Linked DNA regions of Mus musculus: region 1 is linked to region 2. A link is a contact called in public HiChIP or PLAC-seq data. All regions are on one chromosome and are shown on one strand. Each heading gives the region's core, a stretch centred on a gene start, on an enhancer-like site or on the middle of the called end of the contact. The rest is flanking DNA. Distances are from core to core; before and after follow the strand shown.

Region 1 (4,374 bases), core at 368-2,867, 770 kb before region 2:
AAACATTAACTTTAATTAAACATCCCTAGAAGACAGAATAAATGGGATAAGGGATTTGTCCGCTTGACCCCCCATCATTCCCTTTCTGGAGTCACACCTGGTGTGTACCTGGTCACAAGTCATTTTTGGTGGACGGCAAGGCCAATCAAAGCCAATGTTATTAAGTTATATGGCTAAGTAAGAGGTGTGCTTAGAATTCCAGGCTCCTGAGAATGCTCCCGAATTTGGAAAAGTTTACATCTGGAAAAGGGGCCAAGTGTCATCAGAACGTGTGCAGGCAGAGGCGACAGGACATTTTGGACAAAGGCCAGATAAGCCCAAACACCCACCCCCAAGGACAGAACCGGCCCCTGCACACCAGGATGTTCAATCTGGCTGCAGCCTTTCCGGGTAGAGCAGAATAGACTCCCAGTGACGCAAAGGATGAATGGTAGGAAATCCCCTCTCCTTCCTAAACCGACTCTTCCTGCCTCACCTTTCATGGGCACCAGCCCCAGACCCTCCTACCCTCCCCAGCCCCTTGCAGACTCTCCCTTCCTCTGAGGGCAGTAGACCACGACTCTTGACGATCCTGGGGAATTCCTAAGTCCTAATGAATTTCTGCAAGCTGATGGCATACACTGGCGAATTCACAAGATGTCCATGATGGCAGAAAGGGCTCCTTCAGGATCCAGGACACGTGTTCTGTGCCCTAGGATTTGGAACTGTCTACTGTTCATGAGGGTGACGGTTCACGTGTGTGGACGTGTTATGTCACCTGCAAGGGAAACGAGAGAGTACCCACCTAACAGTACGTGACACAAGAGACTGAGAGCTACTTTCCAAAGCTATTTAACAGATTGTGGTTAAAAAGCAAATGGCGTCTGGCTTGGTGAGATGGCTCAGCTGGTAGAGGAGATTGCTCTGAAGATGGATGGTCTGAGTTCCGGACCCGGGACGCACATGGGGGAGGGAGAGAACTGATGCCCAAAAGTTGTCCTCTGACCTCCATACACACACAAAGGCACACGTGAGCCCCTCCCCCACAATTGATTAGTTAATTAATTAAATCCACACACGTTGAAGCAGACATTCAGCTTTTACTCCCAGGACCCAACTCAGGGACATCCACTTGTAGTGGCTCAGACTCAAATGAGAGAGAGAGAAATAATAAAGCTAAACCAATCCGCAGCTCCCACCTGCAAAACGGGTAGAAGAAAACACTGAGACTTTGGGCTTGTAAAAAATTTCTTAGACACACACACACACACATACACACACACACACACCACCAAACAAAATAGTGGAGAAGATTAAAAAGTTTGATCCTCCAAATTCTGCTGAAAATAAAAAGGCTCTAAACTAGCCAAGTCTGTCCTGAACTAGAGGAGGGACTCCCTGTCAGGCTCCTATTAAACCTCCTGCTGATGCCTGACACTTGTGAGCCTACAGTGGTGGCCTGGTGGCCCGGCTCCCTTAATCGTCTCTCCTAAGCAGTTCCCAGCATCTGGCTCTCACCTCTTGCTCCACAAACCGTCTGCCGAATGGCTGGCTGCTCACATATCTGGCTCTGCCTCACTCACAGTCCTCCCAATTCACCCCTAGTTCTATTTTTAGAACACTTTCCTTCTGTTTTTTTTTTTTTTTTTTTTTTTTTTTTTTGTGGTTTTTGAGGCTTGAGCCCAGAGTCTGGCGTGTGCGAGGTAAGAGCTTCGCCACTGAGCTACATCCTTAGCCTGAACCCCTTTGAAGACCACTATAGTAACATCACAGTTTCTGAGGTTCAACCGAGGGGGCGCTGCCCTTCAGAGAAGGCTGCCACCCTTACTGTCCCAGCCCCATTCAGTTCTGTAGTCCCCTGGAGCCATTCAGGAAAGTCTTGTCTTAGCCCTGCACTGCCCCGGGGAACTGCTGATTGTTGGCTCCTTAGAGGGTTTGGCTTCTCTGTCTACACAGCAGACAGAATGCTCCCCGGGCCCTCATGATGAAGTCATCAAGGAGACCACCCAGGCTCATGGAAGGAGGCCTGAGTATCAGACCCTGCTCAGCATCTGATTAGATAATGAAATATCGTGGGCAGCCAAGGCGCGGGTGAGGCAGGCTCTGGAATGCTGGGTGTTCCTCCTCCAGAAAGCTCAGGCCGGTAATGTCTGAACCTGGCTGCTTTAAGCATGACTGAGCTGAACTTGAACATGCTTAGCAATGGGTAGGACCTTAGTGGGACCGCTGTGGTTCACAGGGGGTCAAAAGTTGTAGAGGAAAAGGGGTGTGTATTGACAGAAGTCTGTAAAAGCCTAAAAAGGAAATAATTTTAATGTTTACTGGATATCTCAGTTTTGAAAATTTGAAATGAAATCAACATTCCTGGTGGAAGGAACAGGGCCAAGGGGGATAATAGTGCAGTTCCAGTAGCCAACACCAGGTGGCAGTCATTCTCAGCCTGCAGGCGAAGTTAGGAAACCTGTCCTCTGGCTTGAAAGTTTTGAGTCTTTCCAGGGTCACATGACTCAGCTCTAGGGAACAGAGGGCAAGTCCCTTATTTGTTAACCTCCCTTGGGGATAATCCCAAGGAAAACTGTGATTGCCTAATTCCAGTTAGTCCAAGGGGCTATCATACCCCACTTCTCTTAGAGTAATTAAGTCAATAACTCATAATCTGTCTTTTAATCTTGTTAAAGTAAAGTATGCCAACTACTGACACTGGGAGCCTGCTCCCATGCTTACCCTGACAGCACTTGCAACAATGACTTCAAGTGACATTAGAATGAATTCCTCCCCAGGACTGAGTCAGCACATACCTAACAGCCTTGGATCTTTGCTAAGAGCCATTTCCACCTTTGTTAACACATTAGATTTTAATTCCTGTAAAACTCAGGACACATATTGTCACTATGCTCATTCTCTGAGGGAAACTGAGGTGGGGGGTGTGGCCAACCAGCCTTGTACATTCCGAGAGAGTGAGCTCTCACCGGAGATGGCCATGTGGTTCTGGAAACCCACTGGCAGCCTGGGGCATGCTCCTGTAGAAAGGGACTCAGGTGTGAAGCCAGGCAAGGCAGGACAGGTATGGGGGAAGAAGAGCAGAACAGAACAGAGCTGGTGGCGATATGGATTAGGGACAAGATAAAAGGGTATAAAAGTGACTTCTGAGGTGGAGAGGCTAGGAGATGGACCACAGACGATGGACTGGGAGGAAAGTCTGTGGGTGGCCGAGGCATCGGTGATGACTGTTCATGTCACTTGACCACCACACCCTATCTGAGAAGGCAGGATGTTGTGGTCTTTGAATGGCCAGAACTCCGTGCTGGGAGGTGGAGGAGCCACCATAAGGCACATGAATGGCACTTGGAAAGAAAAGCTTGAGAATACCTCCTACCAAGAGACCTCACCTCACCAGGGAGGTGCTGACTGCAGCCCTAAAGGGCCTAAGGACGCTTCTGGAACAGCTCTGGAGTTCTCTGTCTCTTTTATCTCATACCCATGTGGCCTCTGAAGGGCTTTGTTAGTATATTTGGTTTGCTCTTATTTTTTTAGACAGGGTTTCTAGCTCAGACTAGTCTCAAATTGTTACCTAGCCAAGAATGATCTTGGGCTTCTAATCCTCCAGCATCTACCCGCCCTGGGATTACAAGTATGAGCCCCATGCCCAGTTTCTGCAGTGCTGGGAACCCAACACAGGGCCTTGTGCATGCTAGGGAAACAAGCTACCAATGGAGCCACATTCCCAGTCCCAGTCCCACCCCTTGCTGGAGTCAGAACCCACATCCTTGTATATGTTAAGCAAGTATTTTGCCACTGGGCTACACTCCAGCCCTAACCGTTGACGTTCAATTCTGGGAAGGTCAAAGGCAGACAGTCCACATCAGATCACACAACATCACACACAGCCTTTCTTCCTTGCACCTTTAGAAGGATCTACTCTTTGGGAGGAGTCCTAAGATAAGACCTGCCAGTCCTTGAGGTGGTCCTTGGGGTACCCCCCTCTCCTATGACACTGTCGCAGCCTTCAGGTTAAGCGTGTCTTCTGGACAGTGATTAAGAGGCTAAGCTTACAGGACTACGGTTCTGTAAGTGAGTCTGGTGTCTCTGCACTTCCTCCCTCGGATTCTCATCTAGGATGACCCTTCTGATGTCACTGAACACGTATCCTGAATAAACACAGACCATAGGAGCTCTACCTCCCATCTCAGTCTGTGGGAAGCTAATGCATGGATCAGTTATGCAGACAGGAGACCCAGTGACATCCTTCTGCAATCCAGAGAATGACTCAGGAGGCATGACAACCCCCCCCTTCCTTCTTCCTTGGAGACAGTGTTTTGTGTAGCTCAGGGTGGCCTCAAACTCACCCTGTAGCAATGGATGACTGAACTTCTGATCTTCCTGACACCACAGTAG
Region 2 (4,615 bases), core at 2,029-4,528:
TGCTTGTCCATCGGCTGATTAGGAAAGGCTGCGAACCTCAGGCTGGCCTCAACACCATCTTCTCGCCCCAGCCTCTCAAGCAGCTCAGCTTCCACGTATGAGCTACCATGTTCCACTGGAAAGTCTGTGGTTACGGGGATATGTATATCTCTATTTCATTAAAAAAAAAAAACAAACAAAACAAAATAAAAAGAAACAAACACAGCACCAAATGTATCTAAAAGTGGAAATGTCATCTGTGGTTTGGACTGAACAAAGTTGACTCCCCTACCTCACCCCGAACCCAGGACAGGTTGCTGTGCATTCGTCCAGTGGCATTTACTCCACTTACTGGTGGGATTTGGGTCCTCATAGCCTCAGGTTTAAACACAGGGTAAGAAGTTTCCCCCAAAGGCACAGGAAGCTTTGACTGACACCAAGCACAGCTGTGTCTAGGCCTAGTTAAGGATAAGTCTGTCCTTCTACATCTGGATGATGCGATTTCTGAAATATTCAAGAACTATTCTTACTAATAACAATTAGCATTGCAGAAAAAAAATACCTGTTGGGATTTCAATCGACATTTATTTGGATTTGCTGCTGATTTCCTGCTATCAACTTATGACTCAAAAAAAGAAATAAAAAAGCCTGAATATTTCTTTATGTCCATTGAAAGTGACGAAACTCAAGACTGAAGAGAGATTTCAGCAGCAAACACTGCTTGTCCCTACTCAAAAGTTAGGCAGATGTAGACAGTGCCCTGTATACTCAGCCATTGGAAGGCAGAGACAAGGGATCCGTGAGGCAAGATGGCTAGCTAGACTGGTGAGCTCTAGGTTCAACTCAGAGACTCTGGATCAATAAGGAGGCAAACAACCAAGGGCAACCCCTGTTACTGTGAACCTTCAAGAGTCATCACACAAAGGCATACGCATGCACACATATCTACACATTCATGTTTACCTGCACATGAGAGCATGGATACACACACACACACACACACACACACACACACACACCTCACATACCCAAAAGAAGAGAAAGTGACAAAAGAAACACTTGGGATTGCTGACACAGACCTGGTGAATATTTATAGTAATGCCATTATTGTTCAATGACTCGGACCTGGGAAACTAATGAAAAAGCTTGAACCTTATAGACTGGAAACTCGGAAAAGTAAAAGTATGTTAAAACCCCCTTTCACATATTTTCTTGGCATGATTGAGAGGCCTGACTAAAGACGGTCAATCCGCACCTCTCCTCGAAGCGTAAGTTATGTTCATGGCTTGTCCACAACAGTCAGCATCTCTGCCTGCCTTCCCTTGCCTAAAACACCAAACCTGCATGCAGAACCACCCGAAGCACTGAAAGCCTTGGATGCGCTCATTGCTGTCTTTTCCAAGTGAGCCACATTCCCAGAGTCAGGTGACTGACACCACAGAGCCCCCAACTCCATAATTCTGTCACTATCAGTCACGCAGGCAATGTCCCAAGCTTCTAGCTAGACTTCACCCCCACAGTTCCCTGACTGTATCCAGGTATGCTCCTCCCCACAGTTACCTGATAGCCCAGCCCACTATAAAAGGGGCTGCTTGGCCCCTCCTCACTCTTTTTAGCTCTCACCTTTCTTACTCTCATCTCTAGCCCTCCTTCTCTCTCTCCCCCCTGGCTCCACGTGGCCATGGCCGGCCTCTCTCCCTCTTTCTACTTTCTCTCTTCCCCTCTGACTTTCTATAATAAAGCTCTAAAACCATAGACTGTCTCTGCTCATCAAGGCCTGCCATGCTTGACCAATGGGATAGGCTTTCCCCTAACGATCCACATCTAGCCTCCCGCCCGGAAGGCCTTCCTGCGCTCCAGCCATTGACCAGACCAAGGATTCTTGCCCGTGTGGGAACCATCCAGCTCCCCCTCTCCCCCTGCCCTCTCCTTTCTTCAGCCCCAGGGCTGATGAGCTGCCCATGGGGCCCCCATTTGTTCTCAGCTCCTCCGTGGTATCCACTGTGGGATGCTGGAGACTGAGAACCTGTTATATAGGACTGCCCCTTGTCCACTCCCCCGACCCCCACCCCGCGAGCTGGGATTCCATGGCTTCACACAGACAGACACCCACCCGGGGCTATGTGGAAAGCCTGCAGCAGTCCTTCCGAATCTGCCTGCCTGCTGAGAACACCGGAACTCTGGCAGGCCGCGGGTTTTCTCCCACTCCTTTCCCCCACACCCACTGCCCTGCAACTGTATATTTCAGTTCAGGTATACGGACACGAACACCTGTAAGGTTTTGTTTCTGTTCCTTGCAATAGTATCCATGTTTTAGGTCCATATTATCATTCTAGTAACCACTCACAAGCTCAGGAAAGAAACAGGTTAAATATTATTAGCACCTTTCTGAGACACAGAAATTCATCTTTAGATGCTGTAGTCACTGGGCTGTATATGTAATGTGAGAATGTGTATTCAGATATACAGGGATTAGTTGGTCTGCTCTAGTCACGTCATCTTCTGAGAGGTTTCCCTCTTCATCCATCAGTTAGCAAATGTATTTAAGTCCTTACGTGAAAATTGAAGGAACTGTGGCTTATTCTGTAAGACTTAATCCGAAGCACCTAACGTGACCTGTATCCCTCCAGGCACCTCATGCAACAACAACAGCGCACAGAGAGATCTCGAGGCAGTTTAGCATCCATCAATAATGTATCAGGGATAGAGAGAGGTTCAGCAGTTGAGAATGCATACAGCCCTTACAGAGAACCCAGTTTACTTCCTAGCAACTGCATCAGGTGTTCACAACCACCTACAGCTTCAGGTCCAGAAGATCCAAAGCCTCTGTGTTCCTAGGGCACCAATTCTCACATAGCCACCTCCCTTCACACACACACACACACACACACACACACACACACACAAGTACACACAATTAAAAATAAAAAAAATCTGAAAAAAATCACCAATAATTTGTCCATGCCATTACTGTTGAAACATGGAAGAGACTTGTGTTCTCAAGGCAACACCACACTGGGCTCTAAGATTTAAGCTAGATTGGAAGGACGGGAAGATCATCTGGGAGGAAGGGGTTAAGCAGTGGTACACATGTGCACACCTTGAACATGAACTTGAACAGGAAAGGACAGCCATGGGAAAGCCTTCTGCACTGTGCACTGTGGACTAGCCCTTCTGAGTCAGCTGTGGGAAAACAACAGAACTAGGAATGCAAATGTAGGAAGGTGAGGCCCAAGCAAGTGAGGCCAGCCAGGACCAACAGGGCCCCACCCACTGTCCTCAGCAGACCAACAGGCCTCTCCCACTGTCCTCAGCAGACCAACAGGCCCCACCCTCTGTCCTCAGAAGACCAGCAGGGCCCTGCCCACAGTTCTCAGCAGACAGACAACAGGAGCCAAAAGCTACTTCCGCACCTGCTGCATTCACTGGCATCATCACATGACGGTTTTGAGGCATAACCTGATCAGCTATTTATTAACATCTCAAATATTTACTTTCCAGAAAGTTATGTTCTAAAGGGATAAATATAATTAAGAATGAGGGAAAAGCATATTATGAAAGTGGATACTCAACAGCATAACCCAAGGAGAATACAACTGTCACCCCTGATTGACAAAGGGGCTAGGCTAGCAGCTCCTGGGGCCCCAGAGCCCATTATAGTCAGGAAAGTACCTTCCTTACACAGTTTCTCTTACTCTCCAAACACCGTTTCTGTTTGAGGTTTCTGACTAGAGAGTTGTGGGTAAGCAGAGCACTCCTATCCAAGAAGGGTTAGAAAGTGGGAAAATTCTTCTCAGGGTGCCATCTTGTTTTAGGGAGCTAATGTCATTGCTTGCAAATTAAGTCCCAACGGGAGTTTTAATAGGTATAGTCTTCACATCTGTAGAGCACTGTGTATGCAGTGGTGGGGCTCACTGATCAATATCCTAGCAATAGTATCACTGGAAGACACAGGCGGCTCCGACTTGAGCTGATGTACAGAATAAGAACTGCTGGATTATGGGGACGAGGCTTAGTTAGGACAGCACACAAATAACAATGTTTGCCAGCAATGGAGAGCTAATGGCCAAAGGATGAGTGGGAGTGCATTGCGCTTATCCCATCTACTACAGTGAATAAGCAGAGACCTCTGTGTGCCACAGAGGAGGGATGTTTCTGGTGGCCTATTGGGTCTCCATGACTGTCTGTGAGCTCTTTGTGGATCTGTGTACTTTTCTTATTTACTAGTGAGTGGAAAGGTCACAAAAGTGGCTTCCGTCTCCGGAGCTCCTGTTCCGTTGTCAGAGCTCAGTGACTGTATCTGAACAACTGGGAAATGAGGTCTTGCTGAGAGTGTAAAAAGAGAGAAATGCAGCAGGGTTCAGCATCGCCCGGAAGGCTCTCTGGTCCATCAGAGTCCTGAACACAGAGTAAGTGCAAAGCCAATTGTGCACACAACGCTTCCCGGAGGGGAAGGAAAACAGACAAGGTTTTGCCAAAGTAGGCAAAATGTGAGAGTCTTTTAAATCAAGATTTCTTTCCAAAACTAGGTAATAAAAATTACCTTCTAGTATATAAAATTAATTTAAATCCACGTGGGTTTCATCTCTGGGATTTTTTTATCATCGACTTCACGATGTTCCATGATCACAGCTCT

The links. HiChIP or PLAC-seq counts read pairs in DNA pulled down with a chosen protein or histone mark.
Region 1: a contact with region 2 is called in an HNF4G HiChIP or PLAC-seq map of pancreatic cancer cells. The contact joins two enhancer-like sites. A contact is called at or near these places in 1 of 484 Hi-C or Micro-C datasets (bone marrow-derived macrophages) and 2 of 115 datasets of contacts at active chromatin or transcription factors (embryonic stem cells and pancreatic cancer cells).

The regions. Positions count from the first base shown.
Region 1 is chr8:11,391,009-11,395,382 of GRCm38.p6, reverse strand. All of the region lies in intron 4 of Col4a2 (collagen, type IV, alpha 2), which reads right to left. Among named protein-coding and RNA genes, the nearest start is that of Gm46030, 53 kb to the right of the region's middle. Within about 2 kb of position 1,617, at least 141 of the 459 cell types and tissues checked have an H3K27ac peak or open chromatin away from gene starts, as enhancers often do. A contact at or near this core is called in pancreatic cancer cells, where this site is marked.
Region 2 is chr8:10,618,569-10,623,183 of GRCm38.p6, reverse strand. The region is part of intron 34 of Myo16 (myosin XVI); the gene reads right to left. Among named protein-coding and RNA genes, the nearest start is that of Gm32330, 52 kb to the left of the region's middle. Within about 2 kb of position 3,278, at least 27 of the 459 cell types and tissues checked have an H3K27ac peak or open chromatin away from gene starts, as enhancers often do. A contact at or near this core is called in pancreatic cancer cells, where this site is marked.